Linked DNA regions of Danio rerio: region 2 is linked to region 1. The links are chromatin contacts, called in public Hi-C maps. All regions are on one chromosome and are shown on one strand. Each heading gives the region's core, a stretch centred on a gene start, on an enhancer-like site or on the middle of the called end of the contact. The rest is flanking DNA. Distances are from core to core; before and after follow the strand shown.

Region 1 (3,284 bases), core at 565-3,064:
TAATAATATATGTGTTATACTGTGATATTATATGCCAAACATATGTTTAGACATTAACAAATTGCATAGGAATTTGTTTAATTTAAAACATGAAATTTTAAATAGCGAATTTTAGATAAAATTGATTACATTATATTTAATTTTTAAAAATTGCACATTGAAAATGTATATTACATATTTGTCAGCGGCAGCAACACCAAAGCTCCAAAAACATTTTCCACATTGAAAATGTATATAATGTCATAATGTTATAAAATGTACCGTGTAAAATGTTATAAAATTGTACTCAGAAATTCAAATTGAGTTTTCGAATTTAATTAAAAGTTAATTGAATTGGATTAAAAATGTAATTAATCATTTTAAATGTAAAGATATGTTCACTATATTTAATTTAAGTATTTTTAAAACTTATTTTCCCTGAAATGGGTTATATATATATATATATATATATAAACACAGTTGAAATTTTTTTTTTCTTTTTTAAACGTTTTCCAAATGATGTTTAACAGAGCAAGAAAAAGTTCACAGTATGTCTGAAAATATTTTTTTCTTTTAGAGAATGTCTTATTTGTTTTATTTTTAGAAAAAAAGCACTTTTTATTAAAAGGTCAAAAATATTAGCCCCTTTAAGCTATATTTTTCTCAGTCTACAGAACAAACTATCGTTATACAGTAGCTTGCCTAATTACCCTAACCTGCCTAGTTTATCCTAATTAACCTAGTTAAGCCTTTAAATGTCACTTTATGCTGTATAGAAGTGTCTTGAATAGTATCTAGTCAAATATTGTTTACTGTCATCATAGAAAAGCTAAAATAAATAATTTATTAGAGATGAGTTATTAATCTATTGTGTTTAGAAATGTGTAAAAAAAAAATCTGCTCTCCGTTAAACAGAAATTGGGTAAAAAATAAACAAGTGGTTTAATTAAGGGGGGTTAATAATTCTGACTTCAACTGTACATGTATATAAGTTTTTTATACATTGTGGTAAATATATATAAAGTGATAAACAACAAAACCATAATTCCAAGGCACTCGAAATGTAAGTGAAAAAATTACAAAGCCATTATTATCATAACTGTCTATTCGTTTAAAACTACGCCTACGCATTTCGGCAACACTTACCTTCATCAGGTATCTTCATCAGTCTCTTACCCAAAGAGCACAGACACATTAACTACCCCTGAAGCACTTTTAATTTGTTTTTGGATGTATATATAAAATGATGTATACTGATTCCCCCACAGTCCAAAGACATGCGGTGCAGGTGAATTGGGTAGGCGAAATTGCCTGTAGTGTATGAGTGTGAATGAGTGTGTGGATGTTTCCCAGAGATGGGTTTCAGCTGGAAGGGCATCCGCTGCATAAAAAAAACGTGCTGGATAAGTTGGCGGGTTATTCCGCTGTGGTGACCTTCGATTAATAAAGGGACTAAGCCGAAACAACCATGAATGAATGAATAATGTATACTGGGATAACATTTATTTTTTTTCTTGCATTAAATTGAAAGCTACTTTATATTTTCTAATCATAACATATTCTTGCATCTCTACAACTGGGAATGCTGCCTTAACAAATAATAATAATAATAAAACAAAACGTTACTGTGTTAACTTTATAAGCAGTTGACATGTCTGTATATTTGATGCAGTTATTCTCCAGAGCTCCAAACGCTGCTCAGCTCCACTATGGTGACCAATCCTCAGGAAAGGCCCAGAATCGGCTGGGTTCTCGATCAGATCAAGAGTCTGCGGGGCTCAGACGGTACAGATATCGACACAAACAGAGTATGATGATTCCTCTGGCCGTCCCGTCTGTTTCCACTGGACTCTGGACATTTTGGACTATGCACTCTCTATTTCAGACAAAAATAACTCAATGAACTCATAAGCCTTGCAAACATTTGCTCTCTCTTACCTCAGTGAGCTCAGCGCACCATTAACACACTGTCTCAATTTCCGCCCTAAAATTCATGAAATTATGATGGTTTTGTGGGTCAAATTTGAGCAGGCGTGTTGCAATATTCACAATATTATCACACAAACCACATTAGAGAGTGCAATAGGTTTGTTCACTAATGTTACGTATCATCAAACAAGCTGTTTTCTGATTATAATACCCTTTTTTATTACTTGTATTTGTTTGTGCATTTTAAAGAACCAAAAATGATTATTTATAATGTTCTCAATTGATGTTTTAAGTGTAACTGACAGAAGTTAGATTATTTGGGAACACTTTCCAATAAGGTCTTGTTTTTACCATTAGTTAATGAATTAAAGGATTATGATAAATATCGGTTTATTTCATAAATGATACAATCGTTTATTGATTATTCACAATGCATTAAAAGGGGCAGTTCACCCAGAAATTTAAATTTGCAGTCGTTTCACTTTTTGTTTAAAATGTAGAGTTTTTTTTGTTTAGCATAACATTTACATGCTTTTATGCTTTTATCTGATTGATTCGATGATTTATAAAATAAAAGTCATCACTTTTGAGAGTCAAAAACATGTACAGGAATAACAAAATTAATACCTGTTGGTCCTGATGATACATTGATGACTTATGGAGCAAAACCTGTGCAAGAGACTAAACATTATTTCCAATATAAGAACTCAAAATCTAATCCAGAAACACTGGTAATTATTTTGATGTGACTGTATAGTCAAGAAATTACTTTTGCTGCTTGTTCAAGCTACTTATTTAAAATTAGACACAATTCAAGTTTTTTGGGCGACTACTTAATTGTTTTTTTCCATTATTCAGTTAAGTTAATTGACCCTTCGCTAAGCCACACCCAAAAACCGCCACCCACCAATGGTGGCTTAGCAACTGTAGCAATGCGCAGGGGCTCTCAAACTTTCGAGCGAGTGCATATGGATTGTGTACATCTGATACCCGGTATCCTTAAATTTTGGACGGGATGGTGGAATTTTTTCCTTTTTCAAAACCAAAAAACCAAGAGGAGAAATGCCAGCGTGGATCAAGCAGTGTGAGGGGCGCTAAAGGAGCAGAGCGAATCTGTTGCTAACTTTACTGAACTTCATATTTCCATCTATTTTAAGCTACGAATATTTGAAATTACAAATAAACACAACAAAACCGAGATATGATCACAGACTGAGCACTTGTGATCAATATACTTTACCAGCAGCTGTTGTTCAGTAATTTATAAAGAGCATACAAACATACTGACAGGTAACTCACTGTACATTACATGGTTATGGGTCAATGATGCTAATATTCCGCACAAATCCATCAGTTTCCCCTTCCTGGCTGCTCTT
Region 2 (3,284 bases), core at 567-3,066, 52 kb after region 1:
GGTCAAGCTGGTTTTAGCTGGTCATTTTCCAGCCTGACCAGCTAAGACCAGGCTGGAAATGGCCAAAACCCCTCTAAAACCAGGCTGGTCAACCAGCTAAAACCAGCCAAACAGCCTAGGCAGGTTTAAGTTGGATTTATTGTAATGGGAATTATATAATAATAATAATAATAATAATTTGTGTTTGTTTCTTTCTTCTAACATTTTATCACTTAATTAAATATTCATTCATTCATTTTCCTTCAGCTTAGTTCCTTATTCATCTGGGGTCGCCACAGCAGAATGAACCACCAACTTATCCAGCACATTATTTACGCAGCGGATGCCCTTCCAGCTGCAACCCAGTACTGGAAACCATCCATACACACTCATACACACACTCATACGACCAATTTAGTTTATTATATTCACCTATAGCGCATGTGTTTGGACTGGGGGGAACCCGGAGCACCCACCAACACGGAGAAAGCATGTAAACTCCACACAGAAATGCTAACTGAGACGGGACTCGAACTGGCGAGCTTCTTGCTATGAGGCGATAGTGCTAACCACTGAGCTAATATGAAATGTAGACCTACTGTTATATATTTTGGCTAGGTTTATCAATATTTAAATATTGATGTCAGTCTTTTTTAGAACTTCTAATGTTCTGCTGATCTCAAAGAAGACGCAAAGAGGACAAAGCGAGGAGCTTCTGAAGGCATTGGGAGTTCATGTTGTGAAAATGCAAGGTGTGCGACAGGCGCCATCTTTCGGTGTGTTTGCAAAGGTAAATGACAACTTTCATTGATATATTTCTGTGGTATCTGTTTGAACATGCATCATGACTCCTATCTTTTATGTTTCGGTACGTAACTGCAACAGTGTATTTTTAATAAAGTGTGAATAATATTAAAAATAGCCTATTTAAATATATGAAGAGTAATAAGAGACCAGTTGAAAATTCTCGCTTTGATTTTCCTGGGTTTGTTAGGTGTGGGTTTGATTAAAATGTTATTTTATAATTTAATAATTATTTTAATAACTTTTATTTAAGGCAACACGGTACCTTAGTGGTTAGCACGGTCGCCTCACAGCAAGAAGGTCGCTGGTTCGAGTCTTGGTTTTCATTTCTGTGTGGAGTTTGCATGTTCTCCCCGAGTTTGCGTGGGTTTCCGCCGGGTGCTCCGGTTCCGCCCACAGTCCCAAGACATGCACTATAGGTGAATTTAATAAACTAAATTGGCTGTATGTGTGTGAATGAGAGTGGGTGTTTCCCGATACCGGGTTGCGGCTGGTAGGGCATCTGCTGTGTAAAACAAATGCTGTATAAGTTGGCGGTTCCTGCCACTGTGGTGGCCTCTGATGAATAAAGAACAAAGAACTAAGACGAAGAAAAACGAATGAATGAATTTATACAATTATTATTTTAAACACTTAAAGCATTAATTTAAAAAAAATGATAGTGTCAGAATTTTCTTTATGAATATTAGGGTACTAATTATTGAACAGTTAAACCAATATTGGGTTTGTCTAAAAATATATATTATTTGTTATTTAATGAAAACAAAAATGCTCTTGATCGCATTTTTTATTTTAAATTAGCATTAAACATAATTACTACAAAAAAAAAAACACTTCAATGACTGAATTGTAAATCCAGATAAGTCTCTTAATCACTTTTCTATAGCTGGATACTTACGACAAAACTGATTTTAAACAAGTTTCCCTGAAGTGGGAGTGTCGTTTAATTAAAAAACTACAATTCCCATCATGCATCTACGCGGATAAAACTATTGCATCCACGTGTTTTGATTAACACCGCGCGCTTCACGAGACGCTCCAGCACAAATCTCTGATTTCCTCCGCTTTCTCTGCAGCATGGCATCTGAAATAGGTAATCGTATTACTTTTTAAACTTTCTGCGTGTTTTGCATATAAATCTAGTATGCTGTGTTTGTTTTGTGGGGTGATGTAGGACGATGATGACATGTTGCTTCGTCACAGACTTTACTAACATTACATAAACTTTATAGATGCATAGAAAAGAGTTTGTGTGCGGTACTTATTTACAAACTGACCTGATATCACCCTATTACTTTGATAGACAAACGTACCATGGTAAAACCATGCATTTGGCTCAAACATAATGCTTTATAGTTACAAAGTTCTACAGTATTGCGTTTATTTTGTTTATTTCGTCTTTTGATTATTTTGTCTACATAAACTTTATAGATGTAGAGAAAAGAGTTTGTGCATGATACCTATTCACATGCTGACCTGATATCCCACTATTAATTGTATAGACAAACGTACCATGGTAATACCCTGCATTTGGCTCAAGCATGTTGCATTATAGTCTTAAAATTAGGCTTATTTTTGTAAATAATAAGGTATATCAGTTACCAAATATGTAATTTTTGGTACAAGATATTAGGGTGTTCTTACAAATAGGTTGGACTATCATTCAAAAACATATTTATGAATTTCGAAATAAGGCCTGTTTGTTCATTTATTTATGCATTTATTTACTTTTCTAAGTTTTTTTTCTGACTTATTGACTCTCGTACTTATTTTTATTAATACATTTAATTTTCAGAAGACACCACATGAATGAGTCGGAGTTTATTCCCCTTATATTTTATCATATTTTCTTGAGTGTTATTTAAAAAGCACAACATTTAATATATTTTAGATTTTAAAACGCTTTCTATGTATGTAAAGTCACTTTTAGAAATTATATTTCACATGTACATTAAAAAACATGACGTGCTTATTTTACTGGGGCCGTCATATCAACACAGTAACTTTGCTGTCTGAAACCATCGCTGTGTAATTATTAAAACATCATTAACTGACTATAGTATTGTAGCCTGATCCAATCATTGTTTTACTTTGTGCCAAAAAACAAAAATGGATGTGGTTTAGTCATCATCACATGCAATTTGAACTACTCTCCATATTGCTTCATTTGTTGAAATGTCACATGCTTTGTCCTGAGCTTGGACAGTTTCTGGTTGTCTAATTGATTTGACTCATTGATTTTTCTCTTTCAGCATTGCTGAGCGTTTCGGATAAGACTGGACTGGTGGAGTTCGCCAGGCGTCTGGTGTCAGTGGGTCTGTCATTAGTGGCATCAGGAGGAACCGCCAAAACACTCAGAGATGCTGGACTTGCAGTCAGGTCACGCATCTCTTATTACTGCATGCCATTCAAATGTGTTTACAGTGCCATCGTTTGTTAAAAAAAACGAAATACTAAAAAGGCAGTATGTCCAGAAAAAGAAAACTGTGTCTTTTATAGAA

Evidence for each region. Hi-C and Micro-C count contacts between places; a contact is called where the count stands out from the background.
Region 2: a Hi-C map of embryo shows a contact between it and region 1, with 2.9 times the contacts expected there. The contact joins the promoter of atic here to the enhancer-like site in region 1. A contact is called at or near these places in 4 of 18 Hi-C or Micro-C datasets (caudal fin, embryo, hematopoietic stem cells and 1 more) and 1 of 4 datasets of contacts at active chromatin or transcription factors (caudal fin).

What each region holds. Positions count from the first base shown.
Region 1 is chr1:6,833,272-6,836,555 of GRCz12tu, forward strand. stk16 (serine/threonine kinase 16) reads left to right here. Exons shown (of 8, transcript NM_001017630.1): 8 at 1,652-2,374. The coding sequence ends at 1,793. Among named protein-coding and RNA genes, the nearest start is that of stk16, 11 kb to the left of the region's middle. Within about 2 kb of position 1,815, at least 4 of the 62 cell types and tissues checked have an H3K27ac peak or open chromatin away from gene starts, as enhancers often do.
Region 2 is chr1:6,885,646-6,888,929 of GRCz12tu, forward strand. It overlaps atic (5-aminoimidazole-4-carboxamide ribonucleotide formyltransferase/IMP cyclohydrolase), which reads left to right and starts at 1,817. Exons shown (of 15, transcript NM_001082796.2): 1 at 1,817-1,876; 2 at 3,036-3,162. The coding sequence starts at 1,861.